Regions from separate parts of the Sus scrofa genome. Here regions 2 and 3 are each linked to region 1. A link is a contact called in public HiChIP or PLAC-seq and promoter capture Hi-C data. All regions are on one chromosome and are shown on one strand. The core of a region is the stretch at or near the end of the contact, and the rest is flanking DNA. Distances in the headings are between cores, read along the strand shown.

Region 1 (4,063 bases), core at 146-2,645:
TCCTGGGGGCCACTTTGAAACTGAATTGTTTCAACCAAGCTCCAAAGACACTGAAGCATTAACTACAACATCTTAGATTTCTTTGCTGCATTCTTTCGTATTTCTTTCTTTTCATAACGTGACAGATTTGTAATTGCTTGTTTGCCATCATCTACACTAGACATAAACCAGGCTAGTGGAATGTAGGGAACAAGACAGATGAAGGCCTTGTTCTTATGGAACTATTATTATTATAAGGGGTCAATCTGAGCTGTAGCTGCTGGCCTACACCACAGCCACAGCAATGTGGGATTCGAGCTCCCTCTGCGACCTATACCACAGTTCATGGCAACACCAGATCCCCAACCCACTGAGCGAGGCCAGGGTTGGAACCCGCATCCTCATGGATGCTAGTCAGATTCATTTCTGCTCAGCCACCACAGGAACTACCCCCCCCCAACCTTCATAGGTTTTTAATGTGCGTGTGAGGATTAAACAAAGTAACAGTAGCAAAGTGATTTGTTGGCATTTTAAAATGTTTATTTACATGCATACATATATAATGCATATTTATGTATAAAAACACTAAGTTGAAAGATTCATAATTATTCTCTCCATGACTACTTTTTTTCCTTTCCTCTAGCCCCTTACTGTCTCTTGAAGAGCTCACACCTTAACAACTAAGTGTTTGAATGACTAGGTCTGCTTTGAGCTCAAGGCGACAGCAAAGCGACCGCCAGTAGGGGGCAAGAATCACCTAGGCGTGCCTATTACCTAAGCAACGGGTTCAAACAGCATTCTCAGAATGACTTTACAAAAGGGTTACCAAGAAGTTAATTTGTTTATTCTGTTAGATCACTTAAAAGTAGTAGCAATAATAATCATCATAATGGATAATACAAAAATAAGGAAGTGAGAGGCGGTAGCGACAGATATGCAGCAATCATTAATTCAGAGCAATAGTTTGTTCAGGTTACCAGGTGTGTGTGTGTGTGCGTGCGCGAGAAAAAAGGAAACCGAGCTGACTGCGCTCTCACTCATTAGGATATGATTGTAGCAGTCGGAGCAGTAGAGGGGCTCCGAGTTCCTTGCGGTCTCACATTGAATAAAGTGCTTTAGGAGAGCCTAACAAGAAATCATTACGAGAATTTCTTGCTAGAATTAACTAAGGTAACGAGTTTTTCAAAGTGACAAAGACGCCACTAGGTAACTTCCTGAGCCATAGCCACGCACCAAAAAGGTTTCGAAAACAGCTTCGAGCCCCTCCTTGCCCGACGTTGAAAGCAGGTGTGGGACGCATGCGCACGGCCCACCGGCTGACCTGCTCGGGGCAACCCAGAACAGACCTTCCTCCCGACATGCCGCGAGGGAGAAAAGGAGGGGAAAACGAACTCTCGCGATTCTTTCAAACGCCGGCGGAAGCAGTAGACACGTGACTCTCCTAGGCGGCCTTCGTCTTCCCCCCCTCCCCCTTCTCGGAAACCCGGCCCCCTCACCCCTCGCCCACCCCGGAGCCGCGATAATGGACCGTTTGGGTTCCAGAATTCCTTTGGATTCAACCACTGGTACAGGGTCGGCGGGAGCCGGTGGAGTCCGTGCTTGGCGGAAAAGGCGGGGGGCGGCCAAGATGGGGGGGGAAATCATCTTCCTTCACCTAGGAGAGAGGCGGGGCGGAGAGAGGGGCTGGGGTTTGCGGTGGGGGGGGAGGGAGGAAGTCACGTGGGTCCTGCGGCGCGCGCTGCGTGCGCGCGGCGCCTCATCCGTCGCCCCACCCCCTCCCGGTGGGGCGGGGGGGGTTGGGGGAGGGGCGTCAAGATGGCGGCGGGGAGGTAGGCAGAGCCGGACGCTGCTGCTGCCGCCGCCACCGCCGCCTCCGCTCCAGTCGCCTCTGGTCCTTCAAGCTGTCGCCGCCCGGGAGAAGGTGTTCCAGCGTCAGATCCTGTGGGGAAAGTAAGTCCTCCCTGTAGCCCTTTTATGTCTCCACACTCCTCCTCCCGGACAGCCTCCCACTCCCACCCTCCTCAGGGGGCCGTGTGGGGCCAGGCTGGGGGGGGCCGCCACCTCACCCCGGCTTCGGGCCTCCCGCGCCCCTCGCTGCCCTCTCAGCTGCGTGCCCCGGGGTCCTCGGAGGCACGGTCCCGGCCGCGGCCCCGACGCGCTGGCTTCCTCCGTCGGTCAGCGCCGGGCCCTGCGGTCGCCGCGCGTGGGGCTGTCGGGCTCCTGGGGCCCCGCTGTCCCAGACCGAAGGCACCCCGTTTGGGCGAGGAGGCAGCGTTTGCGGACGCCAGCTCTGGCTCTGCCGGGATCGCCCCCCGTGCTCCCCCGTCTCGACCAGGGGATGCGAGGTCCCGGACTCGTAGGAAAGTGAGCTCCACAACCCTTCAAAAGTCTTCCGCTGGAGGATTGCTTTGGTTCGGGGCGAGTGCGGAAGGCGACAGGGTTGCCCAAGATGTGGACCCCCACACCTACGGTTTGCTTGTTACCTTGCTCTCAGGGCAGTAGGGACGGTACGTGGGACACGTGGGGCCACCTTCACGCTTCACCCAGTGATTAGGTTAATTTTGCCTGGAGCTTGTTCGCTCGCCTCTTGGACCCTAAGTAAGAATCTATAGGGAGGGAAAGGCGGTCCGGGATTTGCTTACTTTGAGAGCGTTTGGCGTAACGAGCATCTAAAGTTCCCCAAACCAGTATACGCTGGTGGTTTCCCAGAAGTGGTTTGGGGTCGGTTTAACCGCGGAGGAGATTTGGATGTTCCTGAACCCTTGTGATTGTTTCTTTCCTGACCCTGGCATCCAGCTCCTCCCCTTTCCACCCCGGCTTTGTGCTTCTGTTTGGTTAATGTTTGCGGACCACTAACTTGATCCTCGCACAGAGGAACTCTTTTTATGTGCATGCTCCGTTTACTGTGGGAGGCTTTTGTTTTGGGGAGTCGCTGGTGGAGAAACGTGGGAAAAGAAAGGGCGAGAAAATGAGAGTCAAATAAAGCAACGTTTTTATCCATTGAATTGCGCAGCCAATTGTAACCTCACCCGGAAGTTTGTACTGAACACGTGTTGGTGAGAGGTTAAAACTGGGTCCCCCTTTGACCTTTGAAAGTTGATTATTAGCAGTTTATGTTGATTTAAATGTTTCATATTCTTCAGGCAGCCAGAATTAGAGACAGAATAGGGTATCTAAAGAGTCTGCCAGGAGGGTCCAGAAAGCTGTCAAACCCGAGTTAGTCTAGTGCGATTCCTCTTAGCAGTTGCAGACACTTAAGTCAGCTAACAATGCAGAGGGATTTCATTTTTTCCCAGTTATTTGCGGCAGTCAAAACAGATTTTCATGAGCAGTGGGGAAAGCCTTAATCACTGCACAAAAGATAGTTTGTATAGAACTTCTAAGATAAAATGCAGAATTTGCTATTGGTGTTTTGCGACATCGATTTTGCAAACAATGGAACTTTTTTATGTTTAAAGAAGTTGTTTCCAAAGTTTATCCACCAGAGAGGACATCTTTACTTTTTTCTTTGGCTTCTGCTTTTTATCTCTCAATGTAACTTTATTCCTAACCTAATTTTATGCCAGAAGATTCTGAAGAGTTTTAAATAAAATTTGACTTTAGTTGCTATGTAGGTGTTAAAAAGGGAGTCTTAGTGGCTTACAGTTCCTTCCTTCATTCATCCATTCATTCATTCGTTCATCCATTGAATGTTCTTATGTGTCAGTTTTACGTGTTTATGGGCTTTGTTGAGGTTACTATTTAAAATCATGCAGTATGAAGAGTCTCTTCATGCTTCTCAAAGTCTTTTTTCTTCTCAAGTACTTTAGTTACAGATACATTTTGGCTTTACTTAGCGTCTAAATTGAGCTTTAAGACTTGCTGCCCTGCTCATGAAGGAAGACAGCACTCTGGTCTGAGGTGTGGTTTTAGCAAGTTAGCTGATTTTTCATAAGGCTCTGGGTTTTCATGCTTTGCCTGCCAGAAATTCAGGGAGTAAAGATGCTTTCTGAGTGGAATTGTTTTCCATTAGGTAGTCAATTAATAACCAAAATGATGTAATCCTTAAGTTTTTGCACTTGTCTTTTTCTTTAATGCTAATTGA
Region 2 (4,252 bases), core at 1,267-3,766, 260 kb before region 1:
ACACAGTTCTTAGACTCTAGGCCCTTAACAAAGTGAGATGTACTTTCCCCGTCATTGGGTCCTACTGGTTAGTTGAATAATCTTTCTTTCCCAGGTCTCCTCTTTGGCTGTCACTACAGAAACCCTTGCCTCCCCTCCCTTGGAAGTTTTACTAAAAGGGAAGGGGGAAACTGTTCAGCCTGTGCCAACCAGGAAACACCAATGTCAGCAGTCCCACCTGGTGAGCACAAAGTCAGGAAGACACTTCAGAAGAGAGCAGAAAAAGAGTCAGGTGTGATGGAGCTTTCTGCACTAGCACCTGTGCTGCCTGACGGTCACTCCACACACATATCTGAGCTCTGAGACATAACACCACACAAAGAAGAGCTCATTTTAACATTTCAGTTTTTTCTTCTGGAAAAAGATGAACTGCACTTTCTTTTTCTCTCACTGATTTTCAATTTAAAAGGATCCCAAATATCCTCTACTACCTAAGCAATGGCACTCAATGAAACCTGAATCTTTGCAGTAATTAGAGCATTTGTTCAAACCTCTAAGATTTAAGCATGAATTAAGTCTCTTGGCCTGAGTACTAACAGGATGGAAGAAATTTCCCTGTTATAAAGAAGGGAGCCTGGGGAGTTCCTTGGTGGTGCAGCAAGTTAAGGATACAGCGTTGTCACTGCTGTGGCATGGGTTCAGCCCTTGGCCTGGGAACTTCCACAAGCCGTGGGCATGGTCAAAAGAAAAAAAAAAAAAGAAAGGAGGCTGCTTCTCTCATAACTGTTTCCTGAATCTTTCAGAAGGTGCTACTCACAGCTCAGCATAGCACCTGCCAGGAAAGTGGGCACCACGTGCTGAAGCCCAAATGGCTCCAGGAACCAGGAAGAGCTCACCTGTCACTCAGACATTTCTCTCTGACCTTGCAATTGCCTTGTGAGGCCAACCCAAGGATCAATGATATCAGATCTCAGGCACGGCTGTTCCATCTTGAAACCAAGGAGCCCTCAGAAAGATGAAGGGAAATTACAGGATTTGAAAGTTGGGTCCCAGGAAATAAAATGTTCACTCAAGTGACTTTCAGTTCAATTAGCCAGCGTTAGGTCCTGCTTCATAATCCCCCTTTCGCACTGTTCTTTTCCTTCCATGGCACTTATCACAGTTCATAATCAGAATGTGATTCTGTCTCCTCCTTAACTGTCAACAATAAAAACACAGGGACCTTGTCCACCCTGCTCACCCCTGAGTCCTCAGCACCAAACTCCGAATCGGACCAAGCAAGCACTCAATAAAAGCTTGTTCATTCACTCAACAAATGCTTATTAATGCCCACAAAGCCAGGGACTGTACTGAGTACTGAGGAATCAGGAATGAAAAAGCTCAGGCAAGGTCCTTAAATGGGGGGGGAGGTGTGAGAGTTTTCATGGTGGAGACAAACAATAAACAAGTAAACAGATACATAAACAAAAGTGTTTATTACTACTTGCTAGGGAGAGTTCCCATTCTGACTGCACTCCTGTTCCTTACTAGGCAGCGGTATGTACATCATCAGTGAACAAAAACACTCACCCTCAAAAATCTTACCCTCAGGAGCCTACACCAAGTTCATTCCCAATTCAGGCTCCAACTCTTCCTGTTCCCTCCACCTGGGACCTTGTTCCCCCAAATTTTCCCAGGGCGGGCTCCTTCCCATTCAGGTCTCAGCCCAAGGACACCTCCTTCAAGAGGCCTCCCTGATCACCCCCACCGGAATCACCATCTCACCACCTCGGTTTACTTTCTGTGTAGCAAACATATTCCTTTTTACGTATTCTTTTGCTCAATATTTTTCCTCTGCCACCTCTGTAAGTTCTAGAAGGGCTCTGAAAGGCCTCAACAGATTTGTTCTCCTGGTTAGCCCAGTGCCTGGCACAGAGTCGGCGCTCCGAAGCATCAGATGGTCCGACCCGAGCTGATGAAAACAACGAGGAGCGTTCCTAACTAACCCCGCCAGAGCGGCTGCGGACCAGACATCCGGCGACCCTGGGCTCCAGCCCCGCTCTGCGGAAGCTCAGGCCGGATAGTGGACCTCAGCTTCCCCGCCTGGGAAATGGGGAGGACGGGGCGTCCCTGCCCAGGCATCCCCGGAAAGAAGGCCCGAGCGAAAGGCGCGATGCGGTAGCTTCGCGGTCCCGCGTCTCCCGGGCGACACTCACGTCTCGGAACTGGACCAGGCCCTTCTCGCCCAAGGCGCTGAGGCACTCGTAGGCCGTGCCGGACTGCAGGAAGAGCTGCGCCAGGCACATGGTCTCGCTTCGGAACAGGGACCCCATGGCCAGCCGGGCTGCGCCCCCGCGGGGCCCGACGGGCAGCGGGCACTCCGGGCTGCGCGGGCCCGCACGGTCAAGCCGGTACGGTCTGGGGCTCGGGCTCCTCCTGAGGCCTGGCCGCGGCCCCGCACCATGGGGCTACGGACTGCAGCAGCTGCCCCAGAACCTGCCACCGCGGCCGCCGCTCCAGTCGCCGCCACCGCCACCCGCGAAGCCCCGCCCCCCGACTGCAGCCGGTTCCGGTTCCTCCCCCCACCCACCTCCCCCACCTTGCCGGCCGACCAATGGCGCCCGGAGTTGCTGCTCACGGCTGCGGCTGCGGGGCCAACCGGCGCAAACCCCAGTGGCACTGGGGAGGCTACCCGAACCCTGCCAGACCCAGGCGGAAAACAGCCGGTCGCTCTGCGGTTGGGCGCTTTTAAAAAGGAGTTTTACTGAGTTTAAATGCCATGAAGTTCACCCAACTAGAGCATACAATTTTGTAATTTTTAGTAAAGTTACAGCTGTGCAGCCATCGTCACAATCACTTTTAGAACATTTCCATCAACCCCAGAAGTATTCCTCTTGTTCAGCTGCAGTCAGTCCCTTTCCCATCCCCAAGCTCCCGACAAGCTCCGAGAATCTTTGTCTCCAAAGATCTGCCTATCAACGGAGTTACAATTTCAAGTGGTGTTTGCGGCTGGTTCCTGCCTTTCTGGCTTCTCTCTGGGTTCCTGGCCTTTGTGAGGACCTGAAAGCAGAGTCTGATGCGCGGCACTGTAATCCTGCGGGCTGCTCTTGCCTTTTACGATCTTGCGCACAGCAGCTGCAGTGATCTCTGACAAGACGAAAATCTAATGTGAGCCTACGTAAATTTTTCCGGCACTTCTCACTGTGTTCTAAATAAAATCCAAACTTCTTACCCACGGGTGTCTAACCTCTGCCTTCCCCAAGCTCTGTTCTCCTCCCGCCCCACCTCCGCACCTGCCTTCTTTCGCTTTCCAGGTCCGTGCACTTGAACTTACTGACCCCTCTCCTCCCTCGGCCTCGAACACCTCTTCCCCCAGACCTTCTCAAAATTAGCTCCTATTGGGAGTTCCCGACGTGACCCAGAAGAAACGAACCCGACTAGTATCCATGAGGATGTGGGTCCAATCCCTGGCCTTGCTCGGTGGGTCAGCGATTCTGCGTTACCCTGAGCTGTGGTGTAGGTTGCAGCCGCAGCTCGGATCCCCTGTGGCTGTGGCGAAGGCCGGGCAGCTGTAGCTCCAATTCGACTCCTAGCCTGGTAACTTCCATATGCAGTCTGTCTGGCTCTAAAAAGAAAAAAAAGCTCCTAGGTCAAAAGTCCCTGGCTCTGAAAGGTACTTCCTGACTCCTAGCAAAAGTAGACCTACCATCCCATCCCACCATAGCCCTGTTTTATTTTCTTCATAGCACCTATCACTGAAATTATCTCATGGGTGTTTATTGCCAGTTTTCCCCACTAAACTGTGTTGTCTGGACGGAAGAAAGTCTGCAGCCACCCCCAACAGTTCACCCTCAGGGGAATTCAGAATGGAGAAAAACAGGATACTAGCCCTAGTTAAGATGCATATCAAAGAAATAATTTTGATAAGCTCAGACTCGAATCTCCCCATACATATATAAGCGCTAAAATCATTAACTTGTGGTGTGTTTTTTGTGATTAGCAGTAATCTTTTTTATTTTTTTATTTTTTTTTTTGCCTTTTTTTCACTGCTGAATGTATGACAGATAGAAGTTCCCAGGCCAGGAAATTTAAGTAAGGGAGAGACTGCCTTCCAGGCTATATTCCTCAATAAATGCCCTGAATGAAACATAACTTTCAGCTTTTAGGTTGTGCTTTTTTCTCCAGTTGACAGCTCCACCAGACAAGGGACACAGTCTTGGTATCTGCAAGTCCCAGCGCATAGTAGCCTCTCAATAAATATTTCTTAGATGCATAAATGCATGTATAAACTTAG
Region 3 (3,988 bases), core at 855-3,354, 510 kb after region 1:
TTGTGGGAGTTCCTGTTGTGGTGCAGTAGAAACGAATCTGACTAGGAACCATGAGGTTGTGACTTCGATTCCTGGCCTTGCTCAGTGGGTTAAGGATCTGGTGTTGCGGTGAGCTGTGGTGTAGGTTGCAGACTCGGCTCAGATCTGATGCGGCTGTGGCTGTGGTGTAGGCTGGCAGTTGTAACTCTGATTAGCCTGGGAACCTCCATATGCCGAGGGTGCGGGCTTAAAAACCAAAAAATAATAATAATAATTTTGTTTCATCATAAGCAATCCAACAAACATTAATTATTATTGTTATATTATTATTAAGATTGTAAGTCACATTTCAAAGTACAATACTGTCTGCATCTATGAAATAAATAGCTGAAAAACAAAAACGAAACAATCACTATGCTCTACTCTGAAACTAACACAATATTGTAAATCAACTGTACTTCAATTAAAAAAAAAAACTGAAAGTGTTACTTTAAGAATTCTATCTTGGAGTTCCCGTCATAGCTCAGTGGTTAACGAATCCGACTAGGAACCATGAGGTTGCAAGTTCGAATCCTGGCCTTGTTCAGCGGGTTAAGGATCTGGTGTTGCCGTGAGTTGTGGTGTAGGTCGCAGGCCGCGGCTCGGATCCCAGCTCGGATCCCACGTTGCTGTGGCTGTGGCCTAGGCCGGAGGCTACAACTCTGATTAGACCCCTAGCCTGGGAACCTCCATATGCCGCTGGAGCGGCCCTAGAAAAAGGCAAAAAGACCAAAAAAATAAAAAAATCTACCTTACAAACAGTAATTTAAAGTTCACCAGGAGCCCATGTACATCACTACTGCTTTCTGGAAAAATAAAGAATTGCAAATAAATAAAAATGACGAGTGAATTTCAGTTACTTACTAAACAGAGAAAATGGAATTTGGAGTCAAGGGATTCCAAGTCCACAAACTTGAATTCCAGTCTTTGGTAAGTCATTCACTCACTTATTCATTCCTTCAACATTTAGCGCCATTTTGGGGATACAGCACTGAGCTCACCGGCAAGGAGCACGTATTCTAGTCGAGCAACACAAGCAACAGGCCAAGTGTACACATCCCGTTCAACTCAACCAATACCGGTAAATGCAAATGTCAGACAAGTTTATTTTCAAGACTTTTTAGTAAAATGGATTATAAGAGTGCCGCTCCACTAGCAGGCTGCTGTTAAGCAACGTTAAGGACAGGAAGCGAGAAGGCGTATATAAAGGCAGATCTACAAATGCCCACTGTTACCCTTAAAAAGTGAGCAGCACCTAATGCTCGCCACTCGACTTTGCGCCTGGGCTGAAAAACAAGATTTTATTAAAGGAAACGGATGTGACGCTCCCTCTTCCCTCTACATCCCGAGTATTGTTTTAAGCAGAAACGGTTCCCGAAAAACCAGCCACGTTCGGCCCAGACACACGTTGTCCCCGAGATCTGCCCTCCGCTTCCCACCGACCCGCCGGCGGAAACGGCGAGTCCGCCCGCGGCGGGAGGGAGGCGCCAAGCGGCGGCCGCTCACCTGGCGCCCGGCCAGGAAGGAGGCCGAAGGGTTCATAGGTGTTTCCTCCGCCCCCGGAGAGTCAGTGTGCGCAGCGTCACCTTAGAAACGCCATAGGCGCGCCTGCCCGGAGCGGCGGGGGCCAGCCCCGAGCGCTGGAGCCCCGCGCCCTCGCTGGCCCAAGCAAGCCCGCCTAAACCGCCAGCCCCGCGGAGCGTGCCCGGCCTCCCGGCCTATAGGGTCGCTGAGGGGCCGCCCCGGTTCTCGCGACACCCGGTGGCCGGTTGCGCGATCCCGCGGGAAGCCAGCTCCTACCCGGGCATTTTGTTCTTCCAAATCCGGACCTGGGGGCTCTTGAAAGGCATATCTGACGATGTAAAAGCCATTACCCACCGCCTGCAAAGAACCATCACCCAGGGAATGATAAAGCAACGAATGGCTGTTTCTGCTCCATGATCTCCTGCCAAACTGTGAACACGGTCGTTAGCTGCTGTGTACCCCTGGCATTCAGGCAACAAAGAGACTGGAGGCAGAAGCCAGCCCTGGCAGTTCATAGTCAGCTGCTGACCATCCTAGCAGACAGGCCTAAGCTAAGAATCAGGTGAAAAAAGAAAACAATTTTTTTGGACTCTTGATATAGCTCTTGAATTGCAATGAGAAACTTGACACTTTGTTGTGACAACATTTACTGTTCTGGGTTGAAACTAAGCTTTTTTTTTCTTCTTGGCCCTGCGTGAGGGATGTGGAAGTTCTGGACCAGGGGTTGAACCTGTGCTGCAGCAGCGACCCAAGCTGGCACAGTGACAACGATCCTTAACGCACTGCGCCAGAGGAGAACTCTGATACTAAGCTTTTTTCACCCTTTCTTCTACATTTTATTCTTCATGTTATAATAGGAATTGAACTATACAAAAATAATTGGAGGCGTTTCCACTGTGGCTCTGCAGAAATGAATCTGACTAGCACCCATAAGGACGCAGCTTCAATCCCTGGCCTTGCTCAATGGGTTAAGGATCCAGTGTTGCCATGAGCTGTGGTGTAGGCCAGCAGCTACAGCTCTGATTTGACCCCTAGTGTGGGAACCTCCATATGCCCCAGGAGCAGCGGCCCTAAAAAACCCCAAAAACAGGAGTTCCTGTCGTGGCTCAGTGGTTAACGAATCCGACTAGGAACCATGAAGTTGTGGGTTCGATCCCTGACCTCACTCAGTGGATTAAGGATCCAGCATTGTCATGAGCTGTAGTATAGGTTGCAGACATGGCTCAGATCCTACGTTGCTGTGGCTCTGGCTTAGGCCAGCGGCTACAGCTCCAATTCAACCCCTCGCCTGGGACCCTCCATTTGCCTCAGGAGTGGCCCAAGAAATAGCAAAAAGACAAAAAGACACACACACACACAAAAAAAAAAAATTGGAGTTCCCTGGTGGTGAGGGTTAGATCCCAGCCTGGGAACCACCGCATGCCAGAGAGCACAGCCGAAAAATGAAAAAAGCTTATATTTAACCTCTGATTGTCCACCCACTGCTGCTTAACTTGTAAGATGGCATTCCTGTCAAGACAGATCACCAAACACAGTCTTAATAGTATTTCACCTTTACTTTCTGGTTGACTGTAAATTAGCAAGACACGCCCTTTTGTTTATAAAAGACGATCCGAAAATGAAAAAATAAAATTTGAATTTCTTACTGTGAAGCTTTACTGATTTGGATGACACTTGCATCCTTAGGACAAGGTCATGTTGAGAATGGACAAGACAGTGCCTTCGAACTTAATCGAGAAAGCAAATGCTCTGAGTTCCTGTCGTGGCTCAGCAATAATGAAACCAACTAATATCCATGAGGATGCAGGTTCAGTCCCTGGCCCTGCTTAGTGCGTTAAGGATCTGGCATTGTTGTGAGCTGTGGTGTACGTCCCAGATGCAGCTCAGATCCTGTGTTGCTGTGGCTATGGCGTAGACTGGCAGCTGCAACTCCGATTCAACCCCTAGCCTGAGAACTTCCTTATGCTGCACAGTGGCCTAAAAAGGCAAAAGAAAAAAGAAAGAAAGCAAATGCTGACTAGTTGTTAAAAATGGCCTATCAGTAGCTGATTATGCAGTAACTCTTGGTAGTGGAATGAGAAAAAAAAAAAAAGGAATGTGGTTGAATGTCAGTTTTCCAATTGAGGAGCATTTTAATATTTCACATACTTCTAAAATTTCACCTTTGTAAAATTTGGTATTTTTAGGAAGCTCTAAAATGCCATCGTTCACAAGACAACCACATGCTTAACACTCAACTGTAAGAGTTGAGGTACAGGAAGCAGTAAGAAATGAGGCTGACATTTTAAGATTATGGCTGGTAAATATTAACTGAATATGGTAAGGGATTATTATGACTAGTTGCAAATCAAAAATTTCACTATTTTGGATTCCTGTTGTGGGTGAGCAGGTTAAGGTTCGAGTGCTGTCACTGCTGTGGCTCAGGTTACTGCCAGTTTTGATTCTT

What was found. Promoter capture Hi-C pulls out the DNA fragments that hold promoters and counts their contacts. HiChIP or PLAC-seq counts read pairs in DNA pulled down with a chosen protein or histone mark.
Region 2: an H3K27ac HiChIP or PLAC-seq map of alveolar macrophages shows a contact between it and region 1. The contact joins the promoter of ATP6V0A2 here to the promoter of SBNO1 in region 1. A contact is called at or near these places in 1 of 5 promoter capture datasets (liver) and 2 of 2 datasets of contacts at active chromatin or transcription factors (alveolar macrophages and skeletal muscle).
Region 3: a promoter capture Hi-C map of fetal skeletal muscle shows a contact between it and region 1, with 3 times the contacts expected there. The contact joins the promoter of CCDC62 here to the promoter of SBNO1 in region 1. A contact is called at or near these places in 1 of 5 promoter capture datasets (fetal skeletal muscle), 2 of 47 Hi-C or Micro-C datasets (heart right ventricle and liver) and 1 of 2 datasets of contacts at active chromatin or transcription factors (alveolar macrophages).

Annotation. Positions count from the first base shown.
Region 1 is chr14:29,557,708-29,561,770 of Sscrofa11.1, forward strand. It overlaps SBNO1 (protein strawberry notch homolog 1), which reads left to right and starts at 1,396. Exons shown (of 31, transcript XM_021073996.1): 1 at 1,396-1,929.
Region 2 is chr14:29,295,179-29,299,430 of Sscrofa11.1, forward strand. ATP6V0A2 (V-type proton ATPase 116 kDa subunit a) reads right to left here and starts at 2,517. Exons shown (of 19, transcript XM_021072229.1): 1 at 2,175-2,517. The coding sequence starts at 2,291.
Region 3 is chr14:30,064,534-30,068,521 of Sscrofa11.1, forward strand. CCDC62 (coiled-coil domain-containing protein 62) reads right to left here and starts at 2,105. Exons shown (of 13, transcript XM_021074080.1): 1 at 1,525-2,105; 2 at 883-1,037.